Linked DNA regions of Mus musculus: region 2 is linked to region 1. The links are chromatin contacts, called in public HiChIP or PLAC-seq maps. All regions are on one chromosome and are shown on one strand. The core of a region is the stretch at or near the end of the contact, and the rest is flanking DNA. Distances in the headings are between cores, read along the strand shown.

Region 1 (3,035 bases), core at 413-2,912:
TGGAATGGTGACTCCAGAAGATCAGGTGGTCCCGAACTATGGGGTCTCCATCCCTATGAGTCACATTCAATACCTAGCCCTGTCACGTGATGAAGGAAGCTGGTATCTTTCCTTGCTCTCCATCAAGGGAATCAGGCTACTGGGACAGATAACCTTATCTCTCTCCCAGGACCACTGACTTCTGTCATTGAGTTTTAAATACCACAGTCTAGCACAGCAGTGGCAGGTAATCCTTCAGATGCCATGGAAGATTAAAAAGAAGTTCATTTCTCTAGCCCCTACACTGCAAGATAAGCAGAAGGGATGAAAGTATTATTACCACCGCGTGCCTCCCTCTGACTATCAGGCTATGAAAACAATGTACCCCAAGAAATTGGAATTCCCCACTGGAAGAAGGGAAAAGCTGAGCCCTGGTACCAGCAGAAGAAGGAACTTGCCATGTAGGAAGGTCACAGGGTTCTGACAACTTGGAGACAGGCCAGGAGCTGAGCTAAGGATACATTAATACCTTGACCTCTTGCCTTCTATTTAGACCTAAGCCTTGTCAGTGACCCGGAAGAGCTCACTAAGCCTCTGGATTTGTTCCTCTTCCCAGTGTGACCACACTCAGTTTCCTCTCTCAAGCTTTCACTGTCTTTTTAGACACACGGAGGACAAGGCTGCCGGGGCCCAGACCCGTCTCCTCCAGTAACATTACACATTGTAAGGGCATTTTAGAGATCTAGGGTATTAGCTGGGTCTCACTTGTTTCATTTTTAAATAATAACAATGCCTAAATTACATTAGTACACGTAGTCAGTGGGGGAGAGGTCACAGCATATCTACAGAGGCGGGAGGACAAGATTCAGGAGTCAGACTTCCTGTTCAAAGTGTGGATTCTGCGGTTCAACTTCAGGGTGTCAGCCTTGGCGACAGAGCAGGCATCGTCACCTGCCAGGTCATCATCAGGGACTCTTTTTTTTTCTTCTTAAGATTTATTTATCTTATATATGTGAGTACACTGTAGTTGTCTTCAGACACACCAGAAGAGGGCATCAGATCCCATTACAGATGGTTGTGAGCCACCATGTGGTTGCTGGGAATTGAACTCAGGACCTCTATGAAGAGCAGCAGTCAGTGCTCTTAACCGCTGAGCCATCTCTCCAGCCCCTCTCAGGGACTCTTAATTTTAGTTTATTAAAGACATGTTTATTCAGCATCATGATTAGACTATTACTCTGATCAACAACACAGACCAAGAAAACTGTACATTAAAACCCTTCACTTGGGGAGGGAGCAACGGAGAGTAACCCAGGCAGGGAAGAAGGCTTGTTGTTCTTCCAGAGGACCAGGGTTCAGTTCTCAGCATCTACATGGTGGCTTACAACCATCCATAACACTAATTCTAGGGGATCCAACAGCCTCCCCTGACCCTTGTGAGCACCAGACATGCATGTACTAAATATGCACACATGCTGGTAAAAACTATAGAATAAATCTAAAAATCAAAACTAAAAAAACCAACCAAACAAACAAACCCAAAATCCAAAGTTATAATAACAATTATGAAACAGAACAAAACACTCCCCCACCCCCCCAACCCCCGTCACTGGAATGTGTTACACTTTCCACAGAACAGAAACTAAAACAACTTGTTTCGCAATTAGTCACAGAAACAGCTCAGATACACGAGGAGTCTCTAAAACATGTCTTCTTCTCACCACCACTACTGTGTTTTGCTGAGGTCTTAACTTATAACCTGAGGCTTCCCCGTCACTTCCTGGGCTCTCCTCTCCTGCTAAGCTTTACTTCCTGGCTATAACTAGAACCTTCTGCCACAGAGAGCTCCTGCACTGGCAGCTTGGTCTTGTGGTTTAGCTAGGCACCTTTTTACCACCACAGGCTCCAGAGCTTCTGCCTCCAGAGCTACCTCCCATCACAGGCCCAGCATCTGAAGATGAATTACGGTAACTATCAAAATTGCTGCTGTGTCTACTGCCTCCAAAATGGCTTCCGAATCCATTACAGCCATCCCCACTGGCATCACACACAGCACAGCTACCACCGTTTTTAGGTTTTCTCCATACCTAAACCTAACCCTGCCACTGGTACCAAACCAACTTGCTTTTTTGGTCGTGGTGATTCACTTGCAGCGAGAGAAACCCTGACTGAGGCCCTCACTACCCCTGGAGCTGGGCTGGTTCCATTCATCTTTCCAGCCGGCCAGCCTCTGCCACCCACTGCCCTGAATGCACAGGCGCGCAAGTGCCTGTGTGGCCACACCCGGCTTTTTATGTAGGTACTGGGATCTGAACTCAGGTCTTCACATTTATGCAGCAAGTGTTCTTACATACTGAGTCTCTCCCCAGCCTCTAGATTTTTTTCTTAAACAAACAGGGGATAGGGCATATGAGGAAAGAAAGCGGAGTGGGCATTCTTCGAGCTTGGAAGCCAACAGTGCTGAGAACTTCGAGTCCTACACAGTTCACGGGAGAGTAAGCAAAGGAAAAGTTTCCAAGCAGCTGCTCTCTCCAGAGAGAAGCATTTTGCACGTGTCTAGATATCTTCATTTATCTTTATGTGTCTGTGTGTATGCACACATATGTTTTGGTGCCTGTGCAAGGGGGGGGGAGAAGGGACTCGATCCCCTTGAGCTGGAGTTGCAGGTGGTTGTGAGTGGGCATCGGAAATCCAATTGAGGTCCTCTTCAAGGGCAGCAAGCTCTCTCTCAACTGCTGAGCCATCTCTCTGTGGTGCAACACCGGCCCCACACCCCCGTGGGTGTGTGTATGGGGGGCGTGTCTCGAGTGTGACACAATGCACAAGTGGAGATCGGAGAACCACTTGATGGATTCAGTTTTTTCCTTTGACTGTCTGGGTTCTCGGGATTGAACGTAAGTCATCAAGCTTGGGGACAAGTGCCTTTACCCACAGAGCCACTTCACACAGACCCTCTCTCTTGAGATAAGGCAGCAGTTCTCAACCTGTGGGTCTTGACCCCTTTGAGGGGGGTCAAATGACCCTTTCGTAGGGTCACATGTCAGACACCCCACATA
Region 2 (3,147 bases), core at 163-2,662, 180 kb after region 1:
TGTTCCTTTCAGTTTTCAGTTCTGGTCTTAGAAACACAGCGAGAGACATGTTTATAAACATGACAAGAAAACCACTAAATCATGGACAAGTCTTTGCCTGTGCAGAGGACGGGGCAGCATACACTACAAAGTCAAGAACACTTGAGGTTTCTGAACAGTAAATGCTGCCTCCTCAGTGTCCCCAGCTCTATTCTAGCCTCAGTGCTAACCCAATGTGAGGGCAGGTGACCAGCAGCATTGGCACTGGGGGCGGGGGCGACTCAGGGTCATACACCAAACTTCGTCCTACCTCGTGGAGAGCTGCTGCATGGCTTGTAAAGTTCCTTTGCAAAATGCCAGAGAGGAAGTATTTATGGCTTTGTGGACCACACACAGCTACCCTAACTATGCAGATGAGAAAGCAGCCGAAAGACGAATATGGCTGTGTTCCAACTATAAGGCAGCTACAATGCCAGGCACTCATTGTGGCCCACACCTTTAATCCAAATATCAGAAGCAGGTGGATCTCTATGGTAAGGCTAGCTTAGTCTACATAGTGTGTTACAGGACAGTCAGAGCTACTTAGGGAAATCCTGTCTCAGAAACCACCATGAAACAGAAACTGGGCTGGCGTGGGCTTTCCGGCTCCATTTACTATACTAATCTAGGATGGCTCCTCCCACCTTTCCTTTTACCCTTTTCTTTCTTGCCACCCCCCATCCCTTTTTAAGATAAGGTCACCCAGCATAGCCCTGACCCTGGAACTCATTATGCAGACCAGGCTGGCCAGAACTAACAGAGATCTGCCTGCTTCTGCTTCCTGAGTGCTGGGATTGAAAATTTTGTTTTGTTTTGAGCCAGAGTCCCATATAGTTTAGAATGGGCTTTGAGACCCCCATGTACACAGGATGACCTTGAACTCCTGATCAGAGAGTTCTGCCTCCCAGGTGCAGGCATCACAGCAGGGTGTCCAACCAGCCTCAACACTTTTTTTTATTTGAAAAACATAACATTAGGCTTTCCACTTCCTCAAAGCTATGTACCCAGTAAACCAAAGGATAGGAAAATTCAAGCCTCTCCAGATATTAATAATTCCCAAGTTCCTGGGAGGAACTGAAAACAAGGGAAAATGTTAACATTCCAGCCTGCAGCACAAGACAGCACCGGTCCCTGGAAAGCAAATGACTCAGAAACCATGACGGGTATGGAGACAGAAACATTCCCTTACATGCACTCGGAAGGCCATGCTGTGGCCCACCTCATAGGGGTCCTTCCAATCCCAGGACACTTTGCAGGACCGGGGATCCAGGTAATTTCCCCGCACGTAGTCATAAATAGTCCGGTCCCCTCGGCGCTCACGGTCTTCATTCTGAAGAAAGCTGACTACACGTGCGGCAAGCTCAAAGAGGAACTTAATTGTGAAGAAGAATGCAACCACAGACACTATGATTCCACCTACACGAAAGAGAAACACAAACCACATTACAGCGACTACAGAACAGACTGGCAGCTCACAATGCTTAAAGGAGTCAGAAGTATCTGCAAGATTGTAAGAACGAAGGAGGAGAGGGAGGGAGGAAAGAAGGAAAGAAGGAAGGAAGGAAGGGAGGAAGGGAGGGAGGGAGAAAGGGAGGGAGGAAGGAAGGGAGGAAGGAAGGAAGGAAGGAAGGAAGGAAGGGAGGGAGGGAGAAAGGGAGGGAGGAAGGAAGGGAGGAAGGAAGGAAGGAAGGGAAGAAGGGAGGAAGGGAGGAAGGGAGGAAGGGAGGAAGGGAGGAAGGGAGGGAGAAAGGGAGGAAGGGAGGAAGGGAGGGAGGAAGGGAGGAAGGGAGGAAGGGAGGGAGAAAGGGAGGAAGGGAGGGAGGAAGGGAGGAAGGGAGGAAGGGAGGAAGGGAGGAAGGGAGGAAGGGAGGGAGGAAGGGAGGAAGGGAGGAAGGGAGGAAGGGAGGAAGGGAGGAAGGGAGGAAGGGAGGAAGGGAGGGAGGAAGGGAGGAAGGGAGGAAGGGAGGAAGGGAGGAAGGGAGGAAGGGAGGAAGGGAGGAAGGGAGGAAGGGAGGGAGAAAGGGAGGAAGGAAGGAAGGGAGGAAGGAAGGAAGGAAGGAAGGAAGGAAGGACGGACGGACGGACGGACACTGTAATGTGTAGAAAGGAGCTTCTAGAGCATAATTAGCTAACTGATCTCAGGACAAACCCCACCCTGGTGTTACACCTCTGTAAATGAAGCTATGCTAGGACATCACCTCACCAGTCCTAAACGAACCACCCAGGCAGAGCTGAGTATGTGGAAGGAGACCGTATGTTTGCAAAACGAGGAATGTATTTGTTCTCTTGCCTTTCACAGACCAGTCTGCTGACCCTGTTGTCTATCACGAAGCCCAGGCACAACCCCTCCCACCGTCCTGCCATGCTGCCCCTCACAGAAGTGCTTAGCATAGTGTGCTCTTGCTTCCCTCCACCTGGAAGCCTTTTGTTTGCTTGTCCACTTGGCAAAAGCCTTCCACAAGTCCCATCAGTTAGGGCTTCCTTCTTTTGGGCCCCCTCAAACTTCTGTATCTACTAACTTCACTTACCTACCTCCCCCTTCGTGTTGTGAACTCCTTACAGGCAGATTTTTGCCTTGACTTGGACTTTACAGTAAACAGTGTCTGGCACACACTATAATTACTCAATAACTATTTCCCAAATGAATGAACTCTGCCAACTGTGTGAGGGTACGTTCTGGCACAAGTGGAGCTATTTCTAGCTCCATGTTCAAGGAGAAGGTGAGATAGGGAGGCAAACAGGAACTCGACAACATTAACCAAAGACAAGGGAAACGATCCAATCACATACCAATAACGTAAAACATCAGGTCTCTTCAACGCCACCGGACAGCCGAGGATCACAGCTGCAACTGCAAAAGAACATCTGTTCAGTGTCTTCCAGGTCTCCTTAAAGCCACCCCAGGAGACAAAGCAGAGCACGTGCCGTAAGCCTACCAGCTCTAGTCTCGTGCCTTAACGTCCCCATCCTCTCTGCCACGCCCGATAGGGGCCCTGTGCCATGTGTCACACAAATAGACTATGGCGCTCTGCCTAAGGGCTTAGGGTCTACTGACCGTTCTCAGAAGGCAGCCACTTGATTTAGTGCTAGCTACATATGAAATGATACAGCTCTCATCTTAGTTCCTCT

Evidence for each region. HiChIP or PLAC-seq counts read pairs in DNA pulled down with a chosen protein or histone mark.
Region 2: a BATF HiChIP or PLAC-seq map of CD8 T cells shows a contact between it and region 1, with 5 read pairs. The contact joins two enhancer-like sites. A contact is called at or near these places in 5 of 39 promoter capture datasets (3T3-L1-derived adipocytes, cranial neural crest, liver and 2 more), 1 of 484 Hi-C or Micro-C datasets (nephron progenitors), 11 of 115 datasets of contacts at active chromatin or transcription factors (the 230-238 cell line, CD8 T cells, the SCID.adh cell line and 6 more) and 3 of 9 other capture datasets (adipose tissue, embryonic stem cells and liver).

What each region holds. Positions count from the first base shown.
Region 1 is chr12:84,760,974-84,764,008 of GRCm38.p6, forward strand. The region is part of intron 2 of Npc2 (NPC intracellular cholesterol transporter 2); the gene reads right to left. Among named protein-coding and RNA genes, the nearest start is that of Npc2, 11 kb to the right of the region's middle. Within about 2 kb of position 1,663, at least 120 of the 459 cell types and tissues checked have an H3K27ac peak or open chromatin away from gene starts, as enhancers often do. A contact at or near this core is called in CD8 T cells, where this site is marked.
Region 2 is chr12:84,940,524-84,943,670 of GRCm38.p6, forward strand. It overlaps Arel1 (apoptosis resistant E3 ubiquitin protein ligase 1), which reads right to left. Exons shown (of 20, transcript NM_178065.5): 3 at 2,809-2,869; 4 at 1,208-1,434. The coding sequence starts at 2,824. Among named protein-coding and RNA genes, the nearest start is that of Arel1, 29 kb to the right of the region's middle. Within about 2 kb of position 1,413, at least 22 of the 459 cell types and tissues checked have an H3K27ac peak or open chromatin away from gene starts, as enhancers often do. A contact at or near this core is called in CD8 T cells, where this site is marked.